3 separate regions of the Sus scrofa genome follow, and regions 2 and 3 are each linked to region 1. The links are chromatin contacts, called in public Hi-C and HiChIP or PLAC-seq maps. All regions are on one chromosome and are shown on one strand. The core of a region is the stretch at or near the end of the contact, and the rest is flanking DNA. Distances in the headings are between cores, read along the strand shown.

Region 1 (4,475 bases), core at 1,460-3,959:
TACATCACAGCAGGCTTAGATAATGAGCAAATTAATAAACTCCCTTCTGTTTACACTTTCAACAAGTCAGCTGCAAAAGGGTTTAGCAAACAAGTAATTTGAGTATAAGGAAATACACCTGCCTGAAAATCACCTGCCTGTCTTTCTAGCCTGGGAAACGAGGCTAAGCCAACACTGCGATAGAGTAAGAAGTCATAAACCAAGATACATAGGACAAAACCCACAGGGCAAAGTTGTAAAAGAAAATCATTTAATAAGGATGTCAGGCTCCAGGAATTAAAAACCTAAACACTCTAAGGAAAAATCATTCCCACAGGAAGGAAAAAGAGAAAGGAAAGGAAGGAGAGATGGAAATAAAAAGAAGGGAACAGGGGAAGCCCTGCTGGAGAACGAACCACACGTCTTTTTACGGCTACCCCGAAAGGCAGGAGGCCGGTTTAAGGTGGGAACTGAGAGGGTCCCATAGCCAAAGAAAAGACAGAACCAAGTGTCACTTTGGCCCTGTCCACAGAGCTCTGCGCTTAGCTATCTGACAGAGCCATCAGGTTGGGGCCTCTGCGCCCATCTATGTGCAGTGAAAGCCATCCCCCTTCAATGGCAGGGAAGGAGCCCTCTGCATCTGAGAGGGGGCCCTGTGGCTAGCCTTGGGGGATCCAAGCTCTCCCCTCCCCAGCACGTGGACATTCCCTGCTCAGGATACCAGCTCGGCCCCAGGCCCTGGGAGCCTCTCCCCTCTGCCTCTCTTTCATAGCTAGTGTTTGCAAGGAGAAAAGCCACACAGCCCCCTGCCCCCAGGGAGAGGAGGAGGAAGCAGTCAGATTACCTGCATTGCGCCGGCACATGTTCATATCCGCCACCTGCTTCCAGGTGTTTGTTCCAGGGTCGTAAACCTCGACACTCTTCCTCACCAAGGGCCCATCGTGCCCGCCTGTGGCATACAGCTGCCCACTGAGGACCCCAACCCCTGAAAGGCAGAGCACAGTGTCCTAGCCTCGGGCTGGCTACAGTGACCAGAAACCAGGAGGCCTGGTGTCCAGTCTTGGGCAGTCAGCACTAGCAGGATGACATGGGGAGTTCTGTTTTGTTTCCCTGGAACGCGGGGTCCTTGTCTGTAAGACAAACAGAGTGACACCTTGCCTGCCTCATAAAAATCGTCAGTCTGAAAACTTCCAGATGTAAAGCCAAGGTAAGCCCATTTCTATTTACTGATATGTGTGTGTGTGTGTGTGTGGAATAAAAAGAGTTAAAATGGAAACTACACAGCGGAGTGCTGAGATCACTACGCTGGAGACCGCCCTGCTGGTCCTGAAGCAGAAGCCGTCCTTTCCGCCCGCTCGCTCTCCTCCTGGATGGCAGAGGGCACGAAGTCACTCATGATGGTGACAAGCCTGAGCCAAGTGCCAGGACTGCGTCATTCACAGGTTTCAGCATGACCTTTTAACATCCTTTAGTACAAGTCAAGGAAATAAAATCCAGAAAGCAGAGGGCTGGCCCAGTGCCCTGGAAAGAGCAGCTGACCTGCTGGCTGGGACACCTGGGTTCTGGACCTGTGTCTCTAGCTTGTCTGCCAGGGGTGCCCTCCCGTGCAGGGCGACTTGTATGGTGAGGGAGCCGGACTAGACGGGGAGTTCCAGTGGACTCCACCCACAGGCTGCAGCTCACCTGGCTGGGGAAGGCTGCAAAGCGCTTACGCGGCCTCATTCCCAGAGACACTGGTCAGGAGTCAGACAAAGCACCTCAGGTGATCAGGATGTGCAGCCCGGCTTCAGAGCCAAGAATCGACTTCCAGAACATACACCTCACAGGGACAAGAACCACGCTACCTTATCACATCTGGTTCCCTGTGCCCGACAGTAGAGAAGAGGTTCTCAACAAGTACCGTCTGAACGCAAGACGGCAAGACGTGTAAAACCCCACGGGCTATCAAGCGGACGTGCAAACGGTTCCTCGCAGTTGCCCCAAACGAACAGCAGGTGGTGGTGTTGTATCAGCAGAGGCTCTCCAACGAACTGGGGTCAAAGGGAACTGACTGTGCTCCAAAGCACCTCACTGTCCCCTCCTCCACGTGCAGCAGGGACCCAGAGATGGCCTCCTTTCCTCACAGCCATCTGCTGGCATGGCCCACACGCTCCGAGGAAATGGGCAGCCTTCCTGGCACTGGGGCACCATGGCCTGCACAGGCTCCTCTGCAAGCATTCACAAGGAGCTTCCCTGGACCCAGAGCCATGGGGCCCCTGAAGCCAGGGTCTCTGGGTCTTTAGCCACCAAACAACCTACCACGGCAAATATAAGGGCTTCCAAGTACACAGTGAGTGTCCGCAAATCTTAGGGATGTGAAGCGCTAAAGAAAGGCTGCCCTGGGAGCCTGAGGCAAGGGTGCTGACAAAGACCTGAGCAAAGACCCCACCTCTGGGAGGGAGTCCATCCCCCCAGTTGAGGTCACGGTGCCTCCCTGGGACACAGGCATCAGGCAGGCAGCCCCCCTGTCACCATCCGGGACCTCCGGCCCAGGTGAAGCCCGAGTGGCCTCCACTGAGCAATAAGCCCTGAGCAGCCTGGCAGAGACAGAGCAAAAAGCCGCCAAAGGCAGCTCTGCCCACAAGACTCGCCTGGACTTTCTCAGCAGGTCTGTGCTCCCGGCTCTGTCCGGGATGCCCCACTTTCTGCTCGAGGCTTTCCCAGAAGCAGCCACGCAGCTCAGGGCACACTGCTTCCCTGCTGGGGAGCTATCCCGCCTCCTCAGGCTGTCAACACATGCTCTCACACCTCACGTCACACACAGGACTTCCAGGAAGTGCAAAGAAGACTCTGCCAGTACTACAAACCGAAAGGGCAGGAAGAGCCCATGAATGGAGAAGGGCCGGGGTGTAGGCACTGAACGGGGCGCTGGAGACACCTACTGCAACCTGCTCTTTCACATCGAGAATCAGAGGCCAGAGCCGCATGGCGCGTGGAGCAGACCCAGAACCACGGGCCAGGCCTCCTGACTTCCACTCCTTTGCTACAGGTTTAGGAAGAGGGCCAACCTGTTGGGATCAGCAGAGACAGCAAGACGAGCTTCCTAAAAATAGCCTTCCAAAAGCAAATGCTTCTTAAATGAAGCCATAGAGCTTTTCCTTTTCTAACCAGTGAGTGCACAGCTGTTCCTGAAAAATATTAAAATAGCGTAATATTTAAGGAATGCTGGGGAAGTGGTCTTGTGTTTGGTAGTATAAAGTGAGATCACAACTCAATCCTCAAACACACCGAGATATATAAAGGAATAGCACAGTGGGGGAAAAGTCCCTGTGGCGGCTTCCCTTCCCAGAAGTCACATGGCCTTCCTGCCAGCCAGGATGGGCATCAGTCACCCCTCCCACAGGAACCGGGAACAGAGAGCCAGAGATCAGCCTCCCTGCCAGGCCCTTTCCTCTGGGCCCCCAGATGACGGGACAGACAAAGCAGGGAAGAAGGGGTTGCTGCTCCACTTCCTGGAAAATCGCCGAGGACCACACAGCTCCTGGACCGCCCACAGGAAGCGGAGGTGGCCACCTGTGGGGAGGGGCTGCAGGGAAGCAAAGGTGAGGGGGAGACACAGGCTTGTTTCCAAATACCAACACTAATAGCTTGGCTTTCAACCCCAAGACAGAGACAGGCAAGCGTTCGCTTTTCCACGGAAGACTGGGACAGCCGGGCTTGTCCTACTACTTCATAAGAATGAGACTCTGATAACTGGGGGTCCAAAAAGCTGCCTCTGAAGTGAAACAGACCTGAGTAGCAATCCTGACCCTGCCAGTTACTCACGATAGGACCTTGCCTCAACCCCGGTCGATTCCCTTTCTACATCTGTTGAGTGGAGTCACGCCGTGTCCGCCTTGGAGGGCCGTGATGAGGATCAAGGACAACGAGGCCTGGCGAGTGTGTGTCCGGACAGCACGTGGCACAGAGCAAGCTTCGCTGTCCAGAGCCGCACACACCACCAAAGAGGGAATTAGCTCAGACACTCCCGAGCAAAGGAATCCCTGGGGAAGGTTACCTCCTGTGTGCTGGGTTGGCGGTGGAGGTGCGAGAGAGACGCTACAGACCGCCAGAGAGCAGAGGGAGGGAGGTAAGGCAGAACCCTCAGCTCTTGGCCCCTAGACCCCCTGTGAGCGGATCGGAGCCAGCCTCACCCCGAGCCCCCACCGTACCTGCGCCACTGCGGCGAGTGCTCATGTCCGCCACGTACGTCCACTCATTGGTGGCGGGGTTGTACTGCTCCACGGTGCTCAGGCACTGGCGGGACGCCCCATCATAACCGCCGACGGCATACAGCTTCCCTGGAATGGACAACGTGACTGAGGGGGTACCGTGGAAGCTGGCACAGACGTGGAGGGGCCCCCACACCTCCATCAGCGTTCGGGACCCTATCCCTCCAGGAAGACCACCAACTCACTTGCCCATCAGGGTAAGCATCCTTCACACCTCTGCCTTCTGCTTCCTCTTAAGCCCTGAGC
Region 2 (4,475 bases), core at 811-3,310, 200 kb after region 1:
TTTTCTTCAGTAATTTAAGGATTAAGAGTTCAGGCTTTGGAATCCAATAGATCTTGGTTCTCATCCCAGCTCTGGCACATCAGCCAACCTTGAGCAAGGCTGGAACTTTCCCAAGCCTCAATTTCCTGATGCATAAAGTAGAAATTAAGTAACACTCATTTTAAAAGGTTTTTATAAGAGTCAACTGGTATAATGTATGCAAAGCACCTAGCTTTGTGCCTAAAGCATAGTAAAAACAAGATTAAATAGCAATCAATGTTGTTATCTTGTTTCCTTTCATGTCTAGTAATTTTTCACTGCATGCCAGACATTATGTCATTTCCCTTCCTTTACAGATCACACTCCTGTATGCTTGTTGTTCAGTGTCTGAATAGTCTCCTTTACCTGGCTGGTGAGAGGGTAAATTCTCTTTTTGATACTCAACAATGTTGGAAATGGAAGGCCTTGAAACTCCCAATAAATTAATGCATCCTGATATTAAGCATCAATTATTCCTAACATCACAAAAAAAAAAGATATAACTAGACATTGTCTGCCTCCTAATGATACAATGTCATTTATAAAGCAGTTTTGCAAAAAAGTATATATCAAACCTGAATGTAATCAAGCCTCTAGATCCAACTACCAATTTACAGGAAATACAGAAGACAGAAGAACATCTTAAACTACAGGGATACACTCAACAAAATAAAATTGAAAGAAACTCTACAAGACAAACAACTAGTCTTTTCAACAATTTAAATTACATGAAAATTTAAAAGGGGAAGGGAAAGCTATAGATTAAAAGAGACTTATCAAAAGATATATCGATCTATTGTAATGTATAGATCCTGATTCAAGTAAACTGTAAGAAAAAATTCTAACACTTTTGAGACAATTGGAAATGTGAACTCAGACTAGAGAGTTGATGGTATTAAGGAATTATTATTAATTTGGTTCATCTAAGCTATTTAAATTTAGATAATAGTATTATAATTATGTTCTTTAAATGACTCATCTCTTTTTTTTTCCTTTTTGTCTTTTTTTTTGTCTTTTTGCCATTTCTTGGGCTGCTCCCGCAGCATATGGAGGTTCCCAGGCTAGGGGTCGAATCGGAGCTGTAGCCAGCCGCCAGCCTACACCAGAGACACAGCAACACGGGATCCGAGCCACGTCTGCAACCTACACCACAGCTCACGGCAACGCCGGATCCTTAACCCACTGAGCAAGGCCAGGGATTAAACCCGCAACCTCATGGTTCCTAGTCAGATTCATTAACCACCGAGCCACAAGGGGAACTCCTAAATGACTCTCATCTCTTTAGAGAAATATTCTGGTATATTTACAGGTAAAATAATATTCTGTTTAGTATTTGCTTCAAATAAATATGGTAGAGGGCAGGTGAGTAGAAGTATAGATGAAATAATACTGGTCACAATTAGGTAACTGAAGAAGCTGGATAATATATAAGTCCAAATCTTCTATTACAAAAAAAATCTCAACTTTTTTTTTTTCTGGTCTTTTTAGGGCTGTACCCGTGGCATATGGAGGTTCCCAGGCTAGGGGTCAAATTGGAGGTATAGCTGCTGGCCTACACCACGGCCACAGCAACACAGGATCCGAGCTGCATCTGAGACCTACACCACAGCTCACAGCAACGCTGGATTCCTTAACTCACTGAGCAAGGCCAAGGATCAAACCTGCGGCCTCATGGATGCTAGTCAGATTCATTTCCCCTGAGCCACGATGGGAACTCCTCAAATTTTTTTAAGAGTCAAAATATTGATATGCAAGTTCTAAATCTGGCTCTGACATCATTCTGTTCTATACTTATATAGACCAATCACTTCTCTCTGGGCTTTTTTTTTTTTTTTTTTTCCTCTGGGCTTTTAACTTTCTCTACAAAATATGAAATACAAAACTCATTCCAGTACACTTTCCATTATAGCCACTCATGAGCTATGTGACATGGAAAGTTATTTAATCTTTTTAAGCCTCAGTCTCCTTATCTGTAAAAGGTGATGAAAACAGTAGCCAGTTTTTAGGTCTACTGTGTAAGTTAAAGTGGGTACTGTATGTTAAAAGCCCTCATCATAACACTTGGCACAAAGTAAGCACTCAATAAACATTACCTAACATTACTCTTACCACCTCTTGCTGCTTCTAAAAAATACCAATAGATGAATTCTATACATTTTTAATGAAAAAATTGTATAGTTTATTATTTCCTTTTCCTTTCCTTCTCCATATCTTTATTTAGGACAAAGGCAGGAAAATCTGAAACCTCCGCTCTAAAATTCTTTGCATCAGTGTACCCAACAGCACAAGCCAGGAGAGAAAGAGGTTGGCTCTCCTCAGCAAGAGTCATTGCTCTGGGTCTGGAAAAACAGAGGCGCCACTTTCATCATTTTCAGAATATAGTATGCAGCTGTTCTTCTGGTATGCCACACATCCTGAGGTTGCTCCCAAGGGCTAAAAACAGAGCTCAGGCGATTAGCCCAAAGCAGCCAAGATCATTCTTTTTCAAGGTGGCCCCATTTCAAATATAATGAGCACTTTGTACGTATCCCTTTTCTAAACAAGAGTTGGTTTTCTTCAGCAGACTGTGAGCTCCCTGAGGGGAGGACTATGTCTAGTTTATCTGTGTATTCCTAGCGAAGCACCTCGGATAGAACAGGTACTCAATAAATATTTGCTGAATGAAAGGATTAAATGTTTATTCTTTTATTTGGTGTGGGGCAGGAATGGAAAAGGAACATTGATAGGCACACAAAGAATCCACTGTTGGAAGAATCTTTCTAACAATTGTTGTCAGGGTGTACAAACTCATTCACAACTTTCAATTCATTTCCCTGTTTCCCGCTACTTCCCACTATACACCTTTTCAAAATTTCCTCCACTCCCATAAACTACCAAATACACCCTGAATATACCTCCTCCTGAACCTGAGTTTATACTATTCCCTCCACCTCTTATCTCTCTCTCACTTTAATATATACATCCCTCAAGACGGCTTCAGAACCTCCCTTTCCAAGAAGCTTTTCTCAACCATGGTAGCTTAAAGGGGTATCTTTCTGACTTCCTATAAAACCGTCAATTTAGCTTTAAGCACTCATTATTTTGTATGCTGTGGTTAGCTGCAGAGGTTTCATAACGTCAAGATTGAGGGGAAAGGGTTATCTTAGGATTTCTTAGGCATCCAGCATAGGGCTTTGTGAATACCATGCATCTGATGAGCGTTCAGTGCACTCACGAGCTAAACTTTGCAGAATAAGTAATACAACCCAATTTAAAGTATAAAACAAGTGAGCCTTAAAAATGGTGTTTTAACTCCAAATGTCCATTGAAAGAAGAGTGGATAAGGAAGATGCGGTACACATACACAATGGAGTATTACTCAGCCTTTAAAAGGAAAGAGCGGCATTTGCAGCAACATGGATGGACCTAGAAATTATCATGCTAAGTGAAGTCAATCAGACAGTGAGACACCAACATCAAATGCTATCACTTATACATGGAATATAAAAAAAGGACACAAAGAATTTCATTGCAGAACAGATACTGACTCACAGACTTTGAAAAACTTACAGTTTCCAAATGAAACAGGTTGGCAGGTGGGCTCGGGGTTTGGGATGGAAATGCTATAAAATCAGGTTGTGATGATCACTGTACAACTATAAATGTAATAAAATTCATTGAGTAATTTAAAAAATGGTGTTTTGTCTATAAGATCTTTTTCCTTAAAAAGTGTTTGGAAGTTTTAGTATTGTTACTATCTGTTCTAATAGGCAATATCCTCTTCTAGAAATCAAAGAAAAAAGTTTCATGTGTCACATATTTTTTAGTCAAGTGAATTTTTAAAAATTCACATTAAAAATAGTAATATCACATTTTCTTCAAATTTCAGAACAAGACATCTGAAGTAAAAAACAAAAAAGCCAAGGTTGAGAATCATTAGCAACTACATACGCTTGACTAGGCCCTTGGTTTTCCCAGCTCTCATCTCCAAACTACTTCTGAGCAAAGTTACAGGGCACAAAGGAAAGAAAAACATTGAAAAAACATACTAAATAACCTTAGGCTATTATGCTTTTCAAATGTAAGGCTCAGGATAAAAACAAATCTCATTTTTTAAAGTTAAGGGTAAGCCAAGGCTTCCTTGTTACCTGGACAGTTGCTTTGTTTTCTCGTTTAGATGACACACTCTACCACTGACATTGTATATTTACCACCTGTTGCCCTTTCCTCTTTTTTTTTTTTTTTTTTTTTTTTTGTCTTTTTGCCATTTCTTGGGCTGCTCCTGTGGCACATGGAGGTTCCCAGGCTAGGGGTTGAATCGGAGCTGTAGCCGCCGGCCTACGCCAGAGCCACAGCAACTCGGGATCCGAGCTGTGTCTGCGACCTACACCACAGCTCACGGCAACACGGGATCTTTAACCCACTGAGCAAGGCCGGGGATGGAACCCGCAACCTCATGGTTCCTAGTCGGGTTCATT
Region 3 (4,475 bases), core at 980-3,479, 140 kb after region 1:
AGGAAAAAAAACCCACAGGACCTTTTAAAAGTTTCTCTAAGTACACATCAAGAATTAAGAATTAACACGAAAAATTTTCAACATCCCTTAAAACGGTACGGAATGGATCCTAGGAAAAAAATGTTAGACATGTACGGTCAAACACAATGATTTATTAAAAATAAAACGTAAAAATGATTTTTGTACATATGCTTCCAAATTTCGGGCATGGGATCCAAGTAGATTTCATAGAAAACGCTGTAGCCAGGTATCAAGTCCTTACAACAAAGTAAACTACCCCCCCAACCCCCGCCCAGGTTTTGCTACAGAATCAGCAAGTTCACTCCCTCCCCCCCAAAAAAACACAAATTAAAACAAGACATTTTGCTAGTATAAAAACGACCAAGGTCCAAGTAATAATAAAAAAATAGAGTCCATCAATGACTGTAACACAAAAATGTGTATGTGGGGCCAAGTCCATCTTCAAAGGGAGAGACGAGAGGTGGCAGGCAAATAGGGCAACACCCCCACGGGTAAGCAGCCATACGAGTGGCTCCCCACCAAGGGCAAAATAAGGAAGGTGCTGGGAGGGGAAGGAACTTAGGAGTTGACCCTACTTGGGTGGTTGAAAGAGCTACCCCCATATCCACTCCCACACGTTTAAAATTTTTTAGAAGGAGCTGCCTCCATAGCCACCCCCACCGCCATAGCCGCCTCTGTAAGGTCCACTGTTACTGCGACCGCCCCAGCTGCTGCCTCCGCCGCCGCCGCCGCCGCTCTTCATGGGCCCATAGGAGGACTGGTGCTGGCTGTAGCTGCCGAAGCCGCCGAAGCCGTTACCGTAGTCGCTTCCACCGTAGGACGAGCCGCCGCCGCCGCCTCCGTAGGCGTTGTAGCCGCCGCCGCCGCCGTAACCCCCGTAGCTGTTGTAACCGCCGCCACCGCCCTTAGACAGGCCGTTCTGGTCACGACCGCCGCCGCGACCCCGGCCGCCACGGCCGCCCCGCGAGGACCGCGAGCCGCCTCCGCCCCCACCGGAGTGGATATCCTCCTTGGGGACAGCCTTTTTCACCTCCACGCGATGGCCCTGGATCGGATGGAACTTCACCACCGCGGCCTTATCTGCCGCGTCGTGATTCTGAAAATAGACGAAGCCGAAGCCCCGCTTCTTGCCCGACTGCTTGTCGGCAATAATCTCGGCCTTTTCCACGGTGCCAAACTGCGAGAAGTGCTCGATCAGGTCGCCCTCGGCCACGTCTCCCTTAAGGCCCCCGACAAAGAGCTTCTTCACCTTGGCGTGAGCACCGGGCCGCGCCGAATCCTCCCGGGACACCGCCCGCTTCAGCTCCACCGTGTTGCCGTCCACGGCATGGGGCGAGGCAGCCATGGCGGCATCGGCCTCCTCCACATTGGAGTAGGTCACGAAGCCGAAGCAACGGGAGCGCTTGGTCTGGGGGTTCACCACCACCACGCAGTCTGTCAGGGTCCCAAAGGCCTCAAAGTGGCCGCGCAGGCCCGACTCACTCGTCTGCACGTTGAGGCCGCCTATGAACAGCTTACACAACTGGGAATTCTCCATCTCCACGGCCCGGGCCTTCCCCCCGCCCTGCGAGCTCCGAGGTTTCGCCGTCGCCGTTATCGTTGGCTAAGGCCTCTTCACAGCTTGGGCCCAGCCGTTGCTGGAGCCGCCCCCGCCGGCCACCGACGGGGAAGGGAAGAAGGGGAGGGAAGGGAAAGAGGAAGAGAGGAAGGGGGAGGGAAGGGGAGAGGTGCCGGTTAGAGGGCGAGCGGAGGAGACTGGAAGACAACCGAGACCGCCGCTACCGCCGCCACTACCTCCGCTCCCCTATCTGGGCACCACACAAAGAGGCCGCTGAACGCGCGCGCACCCTCCCCGAGGCGTGCGTCACCGCCGACGTACGGCAGCCCAGGGCTGCTCGCCAATCCCCGCCTCGCACTCATTAGTCCCGCCTACCGTACCGCAGCGCCGCTCTTGATCACTGACTCCCCGCCCTCCGCGGTCTATTCAAGCCCTCGGCCTGTGCTGCTGCCGCCGCCGCCTCTACCTCCCGCTTTCACTCTCGGGATCCCCAGTGCGCCCTGACTACGGACTCTCGCTGCCCTTCGCGAACGTCCGTGATTCATTCGTTCCCTGCTCCGCGGCTGTTCCCAGTGATTTTTCCCCCTCCCCTTGCCGTATCCCCTCGCCCAACTCCGCAGTGGCGTTCGCGCCAGCCCCTTGAGAGACGTGTCGGTTCAGCCAATCACCGCGACCCGCTCGCACTCACTTCCGTTTTCGGCAGCCGCCGGATGGGCGCGCTCCCCAATGCGCGCTGGCCCCCGCGCTCCCCGTGTGCGGAGTTTGCTTGCAACCCCCACGCCTCCTCCCGCCTTGGACCTGCCACGGCGGGTGGGGGGCGGGAGGGTTGATCGGGGACGCGCTGGGGGCTGTTCCCAACGGATGCCACCTGGGGCGGCACGCGCGGGCTTTTTGAAAACTTGACTGTTGGGGTTGGGGGCCTGGTTTTACCCGCCCGATTTCGCCTGGCCGCTACACCTGGCGTCCTCGCCCCTCCCGTCCGCACAAAGATGGAGGGGAGAGGCCTAGTTGGGGAAGGCGGTTATTAACCGTTTCTAGGGGCCCCAGGCGCGATGAGACTAAAACACTGGCACGTGGCCCTGCGGGAAGGCGAGCCCGAGGCCGAGGACAGCGGCAGGCCGAAAACACTTCAGACTTTCCTACCGAGGCGCAGCGCGAGACCCCCGCCACCCTGAGGCCCTCCGTGAGGCCGTCCCGCGACGCCCCTCAGCCTACCTTCACGCACTCCTCCGTCAGCGGACATGTTCATTTTAGCCCAGTGTACACATCATCTTAATGTTTACGTCTTCTCTGCGTGCTTCCTTCCCAACTGAATCGTTAGCATTTTAAAGACGTTTTCAGTGGGACTGGGAGCGGAGGGAGAAACACATGCACACTGCGTAAAAGTATGCACCCTGGAAAACTGCCTTCAGGGCTCAGATGGGAATGCAAGAAAGTTAGAATGGCTCCCATTTATTGACCCTTTAGTGTGCCAACAAGATACGAGCAGTGGGACACAGTGTAAGACTAATTATATGATCAAGAACCCCAAACCATGTGGCTAATAAGAACAGGAATTCCTTACTGTATCCTGGAAAGGGATGTATTCAGGAATGATTTGTTAAAAGAGGTACAAGTTGCACTGGATCACAGAGTGAAGGGCTGGATAAGATTTCTATAGGGAGTTTATCTCAACAAAATCTGGAGGAAAGTTATAAGATACATATGCTCCCAGGGGCAGTTTAACTGGATCAGGTTTCTGATAGAAAAGTAAGATAGGCTGAGGGTCTTGATATTAGGGAATGTCTTGAAATTTAAAGAATATGAATATTATTAAAGGCATATAGATAGGCTGCAAAGTCTGAGGGCAAACTATAGCCTGGTTCTACCACCTATTAACCACTGAGTTGTGTGACTTTGGCCAAGTCACCTAACCTTTTAAAAATTAAATTGAGTTTTAATATCTCAAAATCAGAACATAAAACACCTAGCCAGTATGGTAAAATTTAAATGGGATTCTGCATGTAATGCAAAGCATAATGCCTGACACATAGTAAGTGCTCAATTTATCCAATAAATACCGAATGATGGGAATACTGTAGTAAACAACAGGCAAAAATCTCTCCTCGGGGAGCTTACATTCTTGTGGGGAGAAGCTGACAGTAAATAAGAATTATATACAGCATGTTAGATATTGGTAAGTGTCACTGAAAAAAATAAAAGAGAAAGATAATAAGAAACTATCATTACAAAACACAATTCAGATTATGTCAGGATTTGCTAACTGATTGATGATTAAAAAAAAAAAAAGGAAAATAGAAGCATTCCGGAGTTCCCACTGTGGCTCAGTTGGGTTAAGAACCCAGCATACTGTCTGCGAGGATGCCACTTTGATCCCTGGTCTCGCTTAGTGGGTTAAGGATCAGGCTGCAACACAGGTCACACATGTGGCTCAGATCTGGCTTTGCTGTGGCTGGGATATTGATGGGGCACTATTTTGGGGGATGCCCAAGACTATATAACTCAGATGAGAGACTGGACCTGGAGAAATTTATTTATTTCTTTATTGTTTTTTTGGGTCCACACCTGCAGCATATGGAAGTTCACAGGCTAGGGGTCTAATTGGAGCTGTAACCACTGACCTACGCCACAGCCACAGCAATGCCAGAGCCCTAACCCACTGAATGACGCCAGGGATCGAATTTGAATCTTCATGGATACTAGTTGGGTTCATTAACCACTGAGCCATGACAGAAACTCCCTGGAGAAATTTATTCTAGAACCATCCAAAGAAATGTGAAAGCGGTACAAGATGAATTTCTGAAAGAAAAGGAATAAGACCATAATTTATTTTTCCATCTAAGCTGTAAATTCTGAAGTAACAGTTTCTCCTATATTGGTTTAAGACAGAAGTTCC

Evidence for each region. A called contact is a pair of places that touch in the nucleus more often than the background predicts. HiChIP or PLAC-seq counts read pairs in DNA pulled down with a chosen protein or histone mark.
Region 2: a Hi-C map of skeletal muscle shows a contact between it and region 1, with 7 times the contacts expected there. The contact joins two enhancer-like sites. A contact is called at or near these places in 25 of 47 Hi-C or Micro-C datasets (alveolar macrophages, blood, brain and 16 more) and 1 of 2 datasets of contacts at active chromatin or transcription factors (skeletal muscle).
Region 3: a contact with region 1 is called in an H3K27ac HiChIP or PLAC-seq map of skeletal muscle. The contact joins the promoter of HNRNPA0 here to the enhancer-like site in region 1. A contact is called at or near these places in 1 of 5 promoter capture datasets (liver), 10 of 47 Hi-C or Micro-C datasets (embryonic fibroblasts, fetal heart ventricle, fetal skeletal muscle and 6 more) and 2 of 2 datasets of contacts at active chromatin or transcription factors (alveolar macrophages and skeletal muscle).

The regions. Positions count from the first base shown.
Region 1 is chr2:139,644,337-139,648,811 of Sscrofa11.1, forward strand. KLHL3 (kelch-like protein 3) reads right to left here. Exons shown (of 14, transcript XM_021084794.1): 11 at 4,170-4,298; 12 at 824-964. Among named protein-coding and RNA genes, the nearest start is that of MIR874, 14 kb to the right of the region's middle. Within about 2 kb of position 2,710, at least 14 of the 83 cell types and tissues checked have an H3K27ac peak or open chromatin away from gene starts, as enhancers often do. A contact at or near this core is called in omental adipose tissue, retroperitoneal adipose tissue and skeletal muscle, where this site is marked.
Region 2 is chr2:139,840,866-139,845,340 of Sscrofa11.1, forward strand. All of the region lies in intron 1 of KLHL3 (kelch-like protein 3), which reads right to left. Among named protein-coding and RNA genes, the nearest start is that of KLHL3, 47 kb to the right of the region's middle. Within about 2 kb of position 2,061, at least 3 of the 83 cell types and tissues checked have an H3K27ac peak or open chromatin away from gene starts, as enhancers often do. A contact at or near this core is called in skeletal muscle, where this site is marked.
Region 3 is chr2:139,780,787-139,785,261 of Sscrofa11.1, forward strand. It overlaps HNRNPA0 (heterogeneous nuclear ribonucleoprotein A0), which reads right to left and starts at 2,230. Exons shown (of 1, transcript XM_003123970.5): 1 at 1-2,230. The coding sequence starts at 1,558. The coding sequence ends at 650. The region is part of intron 1 of KLHL3 (kelch-like protein 3); the gene reads right to left.